Linked DNA regions of Sus scrofa: region 1 is linked to region 2. Evidence: chromatin contacts called from public HiChIP or PLAC-seq data. All regions are on one chromosome and are shown on one strand. Each heading gives the region's core, a stretch centred on a gene start, on an enhancer-like site or on the middle of the called end of the contact. The rest is flanking DNA. Distances are from core to core; before and after follow the strand shown.

Region 1 (6,463 bases), core at 2,077-4,576, 160 kb after region 2:
GAATCTGACTGCTGGGTGGCATCCCCCCACCCCCGCCCCCGACCTTTAACAGCCCTCTGGAGGGCTTGCTGGCCGCCCTGAAGTATCTCACTTTTTTTGCTCATACCCACTTCTGCCCCATCTCTCTCTGGGTCCAGGGCTCCCGAAGAACACCGTGGACCTGGCTCTCCTTGGAGGGCCCTTCCACCTTCCCCAGAGCAGAGCTAGACTTTGTTGGCACTAGTGGTTTTGCTCTGAAATGCTCCTTCGCGTGTTTGGCTTCCAGAGAAGTTTGAAGTCTTTTTCAGGATATTTTGGTGGATGGGACCTTGACCCTGCAAGTGTTTGGCTTGTGCAGAGTGCAGTGTAGGGTTGGAGACAACCTAAGATCCGATGGTCCCCAGGTTCTGAGTGTGTGTTGAATGAATGACACCCACATTTTTGAGTCTTTGGGTTCCCAGATTGTTGGTGTTTTTTGTTTTCGTTTTTGTTTTGCCTTTTTCCGCTTCCCACAGCACATGGAGGTTCCCAGGCTAGGGGTCTAATCAGAGCTGTAGCTGCCTACGCCAGAGCCACAGCAATTCGGGATCCGAGCCACATCTGCAACCTACACCACAGCTCACAGCAACGTCGGATCCTTAACCCACTGAGCAAGGCCAGGGATTGAACCCGCAACCTCATGGTTCCTAGTGGGATTCATTAACCACTTCGCCATGATGGGAACTCCTCCCAGGTTGTTTTGTCAAATGCTTTCTCTGCACCTGGTGAAGCAGTGTTTTTACATCTGTTACTGCTGAGAATAGTGTTTCCCCACTTTACACATGAAGAAACTGAGGCTCAGAAAAGTGAAAAGTCTTGCGTAAAGTCCCACAGTTGCTAAATACACAATCAAATTGCCACTCAGTCCTGCAGACCTCCAAGTCCTTACTGATGGATTAACCCTGTGGGTAAGGAGGTAATGGTGGCTGTCAGGCGCTGGGTTGCCCAAGGCCCCTCCCTTTCCCCCTCCCCACTCCACTCTCCCCAAGCATAGACACCAGTTGCTTTTGGCTCCAGGAAGATAAACAGGGGCAGACCTTGAACTTAACTGATTCGAGCTTTAAGGGCTCTCAGGGCCAAGGAAGCCCCCACCTTCTGGGAGGCTGTTTGCGTCGCAGGTGTGGGGTGGTTTTGTGGCTGCTGAGCTCTGCACTGGAGAGTGAGCTCAGCTGCAGCATTTCCTATGGGAGACACCTGAGGAGGAGAGGGCCCGCCTCTCACTGGGGAGTGGGGAGACTGAGGTCCAGGGTGGGTAGGTGGCGGGGGGGGGGGGGGTGAGTGGCTGGGTTCTACCTGGAGAGGTGATGCCTTTGGCTGCTTTGCACCCTGGCTCCTTCTCCCTACTCAGGGGATCCCAATTAGCCTGAGGGTGGGGCGGGGCAGAGCCAGGCTGTTTTCAGGCTGTCCGGTCTTCTGTAGGCTGTGGCCTTAGCATCTGGATGCTTCAGGAGGATGTGGGCAACTGGGACATGCTAGAGAGGGTGGTCTTGCCTGGTATTCACTGAGGGTCCCAATTGGACCCCTTCTTTATGGAAATAAACGGAGGTTCAGAGAAAGAAGTGACTTGCCCAGGGTCACTACACAGAAAGCTAGTTTCCAGCTTTGTGTCTCCCAGCGAGTCCTGGAGCAGCCTCCTTCAACCTGGCTCAGCAGGCTGGTCTTTATTAAGTGCTCATGGGAGCCAGGCTTTGGGCTGTAACTCGTTACCTCCTCACAGTAACCCTTGAAGGCTTAGTACTATTATTATTGCGGAGGAAGAAACTTTCCCAGAGAGGTGAATCAACTGTCCAAGAACACAAGGTTGCAAAAGGCACGGCCCTAGATTTGGACAGTCTGGCTTCAGAGCCCATGTTCTGGATCACCAGGCTTTGTGGCTTCGAACTTATTTGACTGCCAGCCTCCATAGAAACAGACTGAGGGGGGGAGTTCCCGGTGTGGCTCGGTCGTTATACCTGACTGGTATCCATGAGGACGCGGGTGCTCTGTGGGTTAAGGATCCAGCGTTGCCATGAGCTCTGGTGTAGGTCTCAGACTTGGCTTGGATCTGGCGTTGCTGAGGCTGTGGCTTAGGCTGGCAGCAGCAACTCCAATTCAACCCCTAGCCTGGGAACCTCCATAAGCTGTAGGTGCGGCCCTAAAAAGACAAAAAGAAAAGAAACGGACTGAGGGTGGTAAATGCTTGAATGACCTGGCAGAGGCTCCAGCAGAGGTAGGCCCGAGGCTCCTGCCTGGCCTCGGCCTTTCCTATGAGATGGCTGTGCAGCACGTGCAGCCTGCCCACCTGCCTAGGTGGCCCACCTTTCTTGGAGGGCTTCGCCAGACCAGGTACTGAGGCCCAGGCCATCAAGTCTCTCCTCCTTTCCTCTCCCCTGGCCACTCCTGTTCTAGCAGCTTGCAGGCCCTACCCCCTGCCCAGTCTAGGGTCTCCAGGAGAGCCCCCATCTCTGCAGCTTGGCCTTTTCCATTCCTGTGGACCTCGGCCAGCTTGTCTGAGCCCTGCGCCTTGGAGGGACGGCTCCCTTGTCTAGCCTCTCCTCTGAGTACAGAGCCTGTTTGGGAAGCGATGGCGGCCTAGGTGTCGGGCTGCAGGCCCATTCGTCTCTCCTCCCTCTCCCTGCTTTTCCTGGCCTCGCGATTTCCAGTTTTCTCATCTGTAAGAAGGGGGAGGTAGAACTGACTTCACAGGGTTTGGAGGCCTAGGTCGAAAGCCCGGTGTTTGGGCATCTACAACATATGATTCCTCGTCCTCGCCCGCCTGTTTCCTTCTGAAGGAAAGATGCCGGACACGGAGTGCATGGGGCCTCCGCAGGGAGCTGGTGGGGGAGAGAGTCCCAGCTTTGGCCGAACTCACGTCGCCATGCCCTGGCTTTGCTGCAGACTTCGTGCAATCCTGGTTAAGTCGGCGGCCTCTGCCCACCACAGCTTCCTCTGCTGTGTGTCGGGGTCAGGGGATTGCCTGTCTCGTGGCGGGGCTGTGAGGAATAATGAGAGGGCATCACCACGCACTGAGAGCCTGGCACAGAGTGCTTAAGCACTGCCCTTCCTATTCTCAGTCTTGAGATGTCGCCTCTTGGTTTGGGATTTGGGGGGATTCTTCAGGTGCAATTTGGATTTTTACTTTTGCTCGTTTTGTCTAAACTCTTTCTGAGGAGCCCAAGGCCTCTAATCAGATCATAACTTTTGAGGGATTTGGGGTTTTTTGCTGTCTTGCTTCCTGTACTGAAAAAGGGAGCTGTGCCTTTAAGTCCCCAGCAGCCCCAAGTGGGACACTGGCCCTTTAAAAGCACATTACGGAGAGTTGGAACTTAGCCTTTGTTTAACTAGCCATGATTAGTCCCAGCGGACAGAGCTGCGGTGGTATGTCCAGGACCAGTGGGGAACAGCGGGCAGCGGGGTGGCTGGCCTGGGCCCTCAGTTTCCCAGGCCTGGTGAGCCTGTTGGCTGCGCTGAGGGATGGTGAGTGACCTGATGGTCTGAGCGGTGGTTGGAATGAGGGAGGCTGGGAAGGAGGGAAGGAGGGAGGCTGCCAGCCTCGGCCCCTGACCAGCCTCCAGGCTCCAGAGAGAGCTGCATGAGCTGGGTGGGAGCGGCCAGTCGGGGAGGGGTCTTCGCAGGTGTCCAGCCTTGGCAGGGACACGGCTGTTCCCCGGCGTTGAGTTCTGCCCCCTCCTCCGTGTACATCTCCCACTGCCCCGAATGTGGAAGCATTTAGGATCACCCCGCCAAAAAGCGAGATAGGCAAGTGTTGCTGTTTTTAGTTTTTAAAACGAGAGGAAATCCAGTGTCAGCAGCTCCTTTCCATGAACAGGCCCGGTGGCCCCTTTGGCTGCACTGAGAACCGGGAAACCAGGAGCTTGGCCTTTGGTCAGAGTCGCCCAGCCCAGGCTGCGCTGGGTGGGGCTGCGCGGGGTTTGGGGGCTGTCGTCTCTCCCCAGTCGGATTCTCTCCTTCTCCTTCTCCCTGCCTGTGCCTGTTCCACGACTGGCCGGTGTGCAGGCCGGCGGCCAGGAGGACTGGGAGGCCGTGTCTGGGCCTGGGTATGTTTTGCTCCAGCTTAGATGTTTGGAACAGTTGTCAGGAGCCAGGCCCCTGAGATGCGGCAGCCTCTGCTGGGGAAGTACCATCTCCTGAGAAGTTGGGGTTTGGCTTGTTCCACACTCTCTCTGGTGGAGGGGTTGTGACGGGCCCACCATGTGCCTTAGTCCTGGCCACCTTCACGACCACTGCTGGGGGGTGCAGACTCCCTACCAGCTGGGTGTCCATCACCGTTTTTGAGAAAGGGGAAATGATCTACCCAGGGTCACACAGGAGGTGACACAGTCTTAGTTCAGTACAGTTCTGGTGACCCCTGATTCGTCTAGGTTACCTGAAAGTTGGTGCATTTGATCACATGATTTCTGCGAGTTTGGGGAAAGCCTGAGGTGTTGACAGTAGTGAAGAGAGTTTGGAGTTGGAGCCCTGATGCCAGGCCTCTGGCCCTGCCCAGGTGCCTTGAACTGTGACCTTGGGAAAGCCGCTGACCTCTCTGGGCCTCCACTTCCTCGGGGGGTGGGGGGGTTGGGCAGAGTGGAGAACCTAGGGGCAAAGGGAGGGAGGTGTTGGTTCTGCCCAGGCAGTCGTCGTGGAGGCGGTGGTCTTTGATGGGTAAGGTGGACTTGCTGCTGGGGGTGTTCTCAGTGTAGGTGGGCAGCCCAGTGTCGCTGGATCCAGATGCGGCTGAGTAGGACCTGAGTGGCTGGGATGGGGAGCCCCTTGGAAACTGTATTTGAAGTGTATGCCATGACTGATTGGAGTCTCGTGAGCCAGTGGCAAATGACAGACAGGGCTAGCTTATCCCAGAGTCAGCCAGCTTGGGGTGGGGAAAGAGGGTGGGCTCTGGGAGTCTGGCACATTCTCTGGCCTTGGGAAGCCCTTCAAGGTCTCAGAGCCTGTTTGCTTAACTGTAGTTGGGCTGCTGGGCTGCAGGAGCAGCAGCCGTGTGGAGTCGCTGAACGTGGAGCCAGGGCCTGGCCAGTGCATTTCCCAGGTGTGCGGCTGTCGTGGGTGAGGCTGGGACTGGAGAGCCACGGATGACTTAGATGCAGCGCGGTCACTAGGAGCAGGAGGAGCTTGGCAGCCACACCCTGGTTTTCTTTGACAGGAATTTTTGCCTTTGCTGGTGGCCTGGGAGCCTGTGGCTTGTTGGCAGCCAGCTGTTCCTGCCATTTCCTGCAAGTTGCAATCTGGGAAACGGAGCTCTGATGCCCTGCTGGGACTCCCAGGCTCCAGGCTTTGGGGGGCTGGGGAGCTGGTCCCAAGGCCCCCAGGCTCAGCACTGGCATTACTGGAGGCGCTCAGTAACTGTATACTGTGGCACTTGATTAACTCAGACCAAGAGGAGGAGGCTATTAGCATAACAGACCTCCAGCAGGCTCTGGGAGGAGGTAAGGGCAGCCCATTTGTCATGTGAGAAAACTGAGGGGCAGGAGAGCCCAGGCCGAGGTCTCTGCTCCCTTGGCACAGTGCCCCTTCCCCCCATGTCTTTGCCTCTTGTCTCCCTAAGTCTAAATGGTGTCGGGACAGGATATGACCATTGCTGCCAGAATCTAGGGTGCCAGCGTATATTCCCAGATGTGTCCATCTCTTCGAAGTGGGGGCTTTGAGGTGCCTCCTGGAAGCAGAAGTGCTACAGGGCAGGAAGGGCAGAGCCAGGGCTGATCCCAGGGCTCAACGTGTGTCAGGTTACACCTGTAGCACCAGGGGTGGGGTTGTCCCCATGTTATAGATGAGAAAACTGAGATGTGCTGGTTAATTAATTTGACCAGAGTCACAGAATTTTATATATGTGCTTGTTTTTAAGGGAAGAAGCTTCCCCGCATTAGACCAGTCACCAACCAGCATGGCACCAGGGTCTGGGGCTGTGTTGACAAGTGATTGGTCCTTGGTTGGGGCAGGAAGCTTAGTGCCCAGGGATGGGGGAAGGACAGCCCTCAGATCACCCTATCACCCTAACATGAATGGCTCTCACAGCACCAGTAGGCCACCTGGCACGACACACAGGTCTGGGGTGGAGGAGGTGAGAGAGAAGAAGCTGCTGCCTCTGCTCGCGCATTCTCTAGAGGGGTCAGCTTCACCTAGGAGGGCTTCTTGGAGGTGGAGAGCTGGGAGGAATTAGATAAGCCCGAGGGGAAGTTGCTTCCTTGGGGAGTGGAAGTCCTTGGTTTTCAGTTCATTCTGTTTTTTTTGAATTTCATCATCCTTCCCCACTTGGGTCCTGAGTCCCCAGGGCCTGAGGCAGCTGTTGGAGGTATTTATGGTCCCGGGTCGGGGTGGGGGAACCAGTCAGAAACCAGTCTCACACTGGGTGGTGTGATCTGTGGGACCAAGGGGGTGCCTGGGCGTGCTCACACGTGTGTGTGGAGGAGATGGGTACAGCCTGTGCTCATGGGAGGGACAGCACTGCCAG
Region 2 (6,359 bases), core at 1,305-3,804:
AGGCCCTGTGGAACCTCTAATGCCAGGTATGGAACCCAGGAAGGCTTCCTGGAGGAGGCGACTACTCCACTGAAGAAGCAGATTGCTCTCTCTTATGTGAAATGATTTCTTCACTTGGCTTCCAGGATAGGCCGCTCTTCTGATTTTTTCCCATCTATTTCTCATTCTCTTTTTTCTGGTTCTTTCTCTTGGACCCCTCCCTCTCCCTGTTACCCACAAGGTCCCTTCACTAAGGTTGGCCTCTTGTGCCTCCCTCCATGATCCGACGCTTCTGCCCTCACCCTCTCACTCTGTAGGCTCCAGCCATACTCATCTGATCTTCCTCACACTCACCAAACTAGTTATCACCCCAGGGCCTTTGCACATGCTGTTCCCTTTGCCTGGAATGCTCTTCCTCTTGCTCTTCACTGAGCTAATTCCTTCTCCTCCTCCTCTCAGGCGCCACAGAAAGCCACTCCCTCAGAGGAGCCTACTTTAGATCATGCTCCCCCAGGCCATCAAATTAGATTCCCCCTCTCCTAGTCTCTCTTTTCCTTTTATAGGACCTGTTGCTGGTTGCGCCACTCGAGGTCATCTGTGCATGTGTTTAACCTCCGCACCCCGCACTGTTCTCTAAGCTCCCTGGCAGCTGTTATCCCCAGGGCGTAGCTCTCTGCCTGGCCTGTAGTAAGTGTCCAAGAAATCCTTGCGAATCGTGAAGTGAACAATTCGGTTGGTCCAGCCAAGGATGTGAGGAAAGGCCCTTCCAGGAGGGGAGAAAAAGCGCGTGCAAAAGCACAGCAGCAGGAAAAACTGCGGAGGGTTTTCTGACGCTGCCAGGGAGGGTGATGCTTCTGGTCAGGGGTTGGTGAGCTGAGCTCCTTAGGGGGCTCCAAAGCCTCAGTGGGGACAGGGCTGGGAGAAGCACAGCTGTGGGGGGGGGGCTCTGGGCCCCTTCCCCACTTTAAGCAGAGCAAGACTCCCTTCCACCGGTTGCATAGCCTGAGCTGATTCCATTTACCAGATGCTCAGGGGCTGGAAGGAGTTTGGCCAGGTCCCCAGCCGCTGACACTTATGTTCTGGAGGCCTCAGCCACATTCAGGGCATCTTAGCAGACAGGGCTGAGCAGTGCCCCTTAGTGGCGGGGGGAGGGGGTTCCTACAAGCCAGGCCGGTGAGGGCTCAGACCACAGCTGGGGGAGGGGCAAACACAGGGACAGCCATCAGGGGCAGAAAGGCAAGGAGGAGGGAGTTTGGAGACTGTGCCCTAACCCTAGCAGAGTTCTTCCTGAAGGGGCCTCAGTTTTCCTCTGTATAGATTGGGGTGAAGGCCAGACAAGATCTGACTGTGCCCTTCAGAGCTGCTTGGAAAGTCCAGCCCGGAGAAGCACCTCCTTCCTGTGTGCCTGCGATTGTGAGGAAGGGGACAAGAGGATCCCCCGTCCCTGACCTGACTCCCACTCAAGACTGTGAGATCCTAGAAGGCAGGGGCTCTGTCTTATTTGCTGCCACATCTCCAGGTCCTGCCAGCCTCTGGCCCTGAGAAGAGACTCAATACACATTCACTGGATGAATGAATGAGTGAATGAGTGCATGGCGAGTGGCACCAGCCAGATCCTGCCCTTAACTTGCCCTGAGCCCTCGGGCAACCTTCTCCCCTCTGGGCTTCTATTTCCTTAGCTGTCCGCTGAGGCCCCTGCACTCCACACTCCCGAATGTTCCAGCTCTGGCCATCTAAGATTCTAAATCCGACTCAGCACTTGGCACCCTTTTCCCTCTCTGCGGCCTGAGCCTCATCCGGGCTCCCTCTGCCATCCAGCGGCCTGGACCACATCCCCACTCCTCACTCAGACTCAGCTTCTTTGTCCAATAAATGGGCAGACTCAGCCCTGCCTTGCCTGCAGGGGTCGGCTGGGGTCTCGGAGGAACGATGCGATGAAACCATGGGAGGCTGGACACCTGTTGGGGGGAGTTCATGATTCGTAGACGAGGGAGCTGGGCCAGGATAAAAGCTCTGGAAGGGGCTGGTTGCTTTGGAAATTCTGGGAGCGGCACAGGCAGCTCAGAACCTTCAGTTTCTTGATAAGCAGCAAGGGACATTGGCTCCAGCTGGGGGCCCTGTAGGGAGGCAGATGGAGGTGATTTTGTAAACTTCCAGGTGCTGCAGGTATAACAACTAGTGGTATTTATTGAGTCCCTTCTGCAGGCCAGGCCCTGGGCAAGGTCCTTCATGTTCATTGCCTACTTGAATCTTCACAACAAACCTGGTAGGCTGCTGTCATGGCTCCATTTTCCAGATGAGGAAACTGAGGCTCCAGGAAGGTAAGTGACATCGAGACCTTCCGGCGAGGTCAGTGATTTAACCCAGGTGGCTACCGAGCCCAGGGGCTTGGTTTGGTTGCACCTTCTGAGAGCCAGCCATGTGCCAAAGCTGCCACCTAAAATTCTGTCTCCCTAGGAGCATTTGTTGGAACCGTTCAGAGGCCGAACTCGATGGGGCAGGAGGCACCGCTGAGCTTGTCAGCTCACCTGGGGACAGCGAGTGCAGAAGCTGCTGTAACAGGAGGGTCAGTCTAAAGAGAGGGCTATTTTGGGCTGGAAGTTGTCAGCGGGCCTGATGTCACCACGCCCTGGCCCTTCCCTCGTGAGAGGGGGAATTTGAAGATGTCATAAGCGGTTTGCCTCCGCTGGTTGCAAGTGGAAAATAACCATAAAACAGCAGCTATGTGGCCAGCCACGTGCTTTACATGCATCATCTGGCTTCCCCTTTCCCCCACCCGGTGAGGCGGCTGTTCTCATCCTCCTGTTTGAGATGAGGAAACAAGTTCAGAGAGGCTGAGTGACTTACCCAAAGTCACACAGTGAATGAATGGCAGAGCCGAGAATCCTGTCGGTTTGCCTCACCCCAGAGCCCATGCTTTGAACCAGTGGCCCCCAGGCCCTTTGCTGTGTGTCCGTGTGGCTGGATCAGGGAGGATGGATGCTGTTCAAGCCTGCTGTACCTCTCAAGAACAAGAGCCTGTGACCTCGTCCTGGCCCTGCCACTTGGCTAACTCAACAGCAAACCTCAGTTTCTCTGCCTGTGAAACCGAGCTAATGACAGCAGCCTTGCCTACCTGGGAGGGGGAAGGGAGGCTAAATCCAGATTCTTTCCATGTTGCTCTAGGGCCCTGCCTGGACCAGCTGGCTGGGCCTCAGGGGACAGAAGGAACAGGAGAAGCCACACCCTCAACCCGAGGTCCTTTCACAGGTGAGGGAATTGGGCCAGAGAGGCAGAGCGGGGACCCCACTTACTGAGCTCTTACTACATGCCCGGCCTTGTGTTAAGTGTTCCCCGTGGAGTCACTGGCTCCTCCCAGAGGCAGGAACAGCCCCACTGCTCAGATGAGACAATTGAGACTTAGAAGGGCCCAAGGCTTAGAAGGGCACCTAGTGGGGTGCCCATGATTCAAACCCAGGACTCCCAGACTTCTGCCCACCACTCTGGGCTTCCCCTGGGTATCCTGGCCGCCAGTCCACAATCCTTCCTGCTGACTGGCCTCGCCGGTCCCTCTGACCTCCCCAGCTGGGCCAGTGGACCAGTGGTGGAGCCCCACTTCTTGCCCCATGGGACTCTGGGAAGAGGCGAAATCAGGAAAAAGAGTCAATAAAGAACAATGAGGCCGGACAGGGAGGGGCTTAAGTCGCTGATGCTCCCAAGCCTGAGCAGCTGGCTGCACAAGGCCAGGGGGTGAGGCCTGGGGATGGGGGCAGGGCAGTCCCTGTGGCTGGAAATGGGCCAGGCAGAGCTGGAGAGGGCTCCGGGGGAGGAGTGAGTGTCCCCTAAAGAGAGGGGCTTTTGGTGGGAGCAGGAGGGAGCAGCTGACACAGGAGTTCCTGGTGTTTAGGAAGCAAAGACACTTTGCCCCATCCTTATGCCCAGGCCTGGGCTTGCATCCTGCTGCACCTCCCCACTGGGATCCGGAGCATGTGACTCTCTGAGCCCCGACTTCCTCATTAGAGGAGTGGGGACCGCAGTAGTGGCCTCCTAGATCATTCCTTCTCATATTGGTCTGGAGGGTGGCTGCCCACAGGACCGAGTAGCAAATCTTTGCTGAATGGCTTAATAGTGGGGCCAGGTTCCCGGCAGCTTTCCTACTACCTGATGTATTTCCTGGCACAAGTGAATCCCCATTTTATAGATGAAGAAACTGAGGCCCAAGAAGGTGAGGTCACTAGTCTGAGCCTTAGTCCTATGATGATGGGGCCTAAATTACACCCAGGCTCCTGGACTGCTGGTGTGCCTCCCCCGCAACCCCCACCTTATACCAAGAAGGCCAGTGGGCCCTTCTCATGGGGCCCAGCACCATCTCACTGGCTGGCCTCCCTGAGCTGATTGCTGGGTGCTTGAGTCCAGTCCTTTGTTCTCACTGGCCAGCCCATTCCTTCCTCTGGAAATTAGAGTTATGCCCCTCCCAGCTGGGGTTCCCCCCAAGAGACACCTCAGAAGCCTGGGCAGACTGGAGAAAATAGAAAATGACCCCAAGAGTGAGGAGGCCCAAGGGAGAGGGGACTTGGGGGTCTTCCTGTCCATCCCTCATTAGAGGAGGGGAAGATAGGCCCTGAGAGAGGAGTAAGCAGAACCATTCAAGGTCCATTCTGCGTCCTGAGTGGTCCTGAGCTCTGCCCTGACTCTCCAACCTCCCAGCCTCCCTCTGAGGCCATGGCCCACCTTGGACGCCTAGGCAGCTGCCTCACTCCCACCTGGAGACCCCGTCTCCACCAGTCCCCCAAACTCATCCTCCATGTGCAGCCAAAGGGCCACTCACAGGCATCTTAAGGTCCCCCAGGGTGCCCCCTTGCAGCAGGAGAGAGTCTGAACTCATTGCCACAGCATCAAGGTCATCCACCATCTGACCCCTGGCTGACACCTCCGTCCTTGGCTCCAGCACGCCCTTTGGTCCACTCCACTCCATTGTGATCCATTAATCTCTGCCTTGGATGTGCCCCCCTCCCTCCCTTCTCTCACCTCTGCACTTGCTATTCGCCCTGCCTGGACCACTTCCCCATCTCAGCTCCCCCCGCTGCTCCTCTCCCAACCTGGCCACTCCTGTTCATCCTGAGGTCTCAGCTTGGGTGTCACCTCCTCCAGGAAGCCTTCCCTGACTACCTCCTTTGAGCTCCCAGGCACCCTGGGTCTCCTGCTATCCTGCCACATGCCGGTGGATCCAGTGCATTGTCTTCCTTGCTGGTCTTCACCTTGGGGCTGAGAGCTGCTCTATGCACCAGACTGAACAGGTGGAGGCTGAGGGAGTGGGGTGAGGTGAGGTCAGGGTGACCTGGTTGCTGGTCTGCGTGGCAGGCAGGCCAGTGTCCACACTGAGAGAGGGATGTGGGTGGAAGAGCAGATTCTGGGCTGGAAGGGGATTGATATTCTGGACTTGCTGTGTCCGAAGGGCCAACAGGGCCATCCAGGGGTTTTCTGTTGAAGAGTCTGGGATGGTCCTTCCAGATGTGACCTCCAGAGAGGCCCCGATTGCAGAGTGGAGGATGGGAGTGTCTGAGGCCTTCCCCGCCAGTATCACTCCCTTTCCTAGGCTTTTTGAAACCTTCATGCACCTCCCCCGCCAAGGCCACCTCCCCCAGGAAGCCAGCCCTGATCAGCCAGGCTGAGGCTGCTCTGTTCTCTCCTTGACTGGACCCTCTCGATTGCTCCCACCTCTAGTCCTAGGACATCCCACGCGCTACACCTTGGAGGTCCTCATGGTGGGGCGACACCCCTCTATCTCTTGTAGGCTCTACGTTGCCACCAGCCAGGGTCCACACCCACAGAGCAAATGCCCTGGCCGGGGTCAGGTTCTGCAGTCTCTGCCAGTGGGACTCTGGCAAAAACCAAGCGCAGCCTAGAGAGGCTTCTGGTCAGACTGACACAGGCGGGCAGCGGGGAGAGGCAGGCTCAGGGAGGGGTGTACTTCTGTCCAATCTGGACGTGGCTGCCTGGATGGCTGGGTCCTCACAAGCCCAGCCCCAGGCTCTCCAGCCGGTGACCTACATCCCAGTGTGTCTCTGTGCCTGTGTGCGCACGCACACGAACGCGTGTTGAGGGCACGAGCACCTCCCCTGTAGGATGGAGGCCTGCGGGGGTGGTTCTGTCTCGGCTGCCTGTGCCTGCAAAAGCCCGTGAGAGAGCTTGTGGGGATGTGAGGGTCCCACCCTCCTACCTGGGGTACCCCAGCATTAGCCTCAGAACAAGGGGAGGGGGGTTGTGCCAGAAAAGCCAGCTCTGGGGGCCATAGATCCTGAAATGGCTGGGGTGACTGTCCTCCGGCCCCGACCCCACCTCTGCCCAGGTCTCTCTCTCCCTTGACCCAAGTCTCAGAGAAATGGCCTTCCCCACCTCTC

The links. HiChIP or PLAC-seq counts read pairs in DNA pulled down with a chosen protein or histone mark.
Region 1: a contact with region 2 is called in an H3K27ac HiChIP or PLAC-seq map of skeletal muscle. The contact joins two enhancer-like sites. A contact is called at or near these places in 1 of 47 Hi-C or Micro-C datasets (embryonic fibroblasts) and 1 of 2 datasets of contacts at active chromatin or transcription factors (skeletal muscle).

What each region holds. Positions count from the first base shown.
Region 1 is chr1:261,817,420-261,823,882 of Sscrofa11.1, forward strand. The region is part of intron 3 of DAB2IP (disabled homolog 2-interacting protein); the gene reads left to right. Among named protein-coding and RNA genes, the nearest start is that of DAB2IP, 88 kb to the left of the region's middle. Within about 2 kb of position 3,327, at least 31 of the 83 cell types and tissues checked have an H3K27ac peak or open chromatin away from gene starts, as enhancers often do. A contact at or near this core is called in skeletal muscle, where this site is marked.
Region 2 is chr1:261,661,962-261,668,320 of Sscrofa11.1, forward strand. It overlaps LOC110256217 (a long non-coding RNA gene), which reads left to right. Exons shown (of 3, transcript XR_002337474.1): 2 at 543-2,300; 3 at 2,437-6,359. Among named protein-coding and RNA genes, the nearest start is that of DAB2IP, 67 kb to the right of the region's middle. Within about 2 kb of position 2,555, at least 15 of the 83 cell types and tissues checked have an H3K27ac peak or open chromatin away from gene starts, as enhancers often do. A contact at or near this core is called in skeletal muscle, where this site is marked.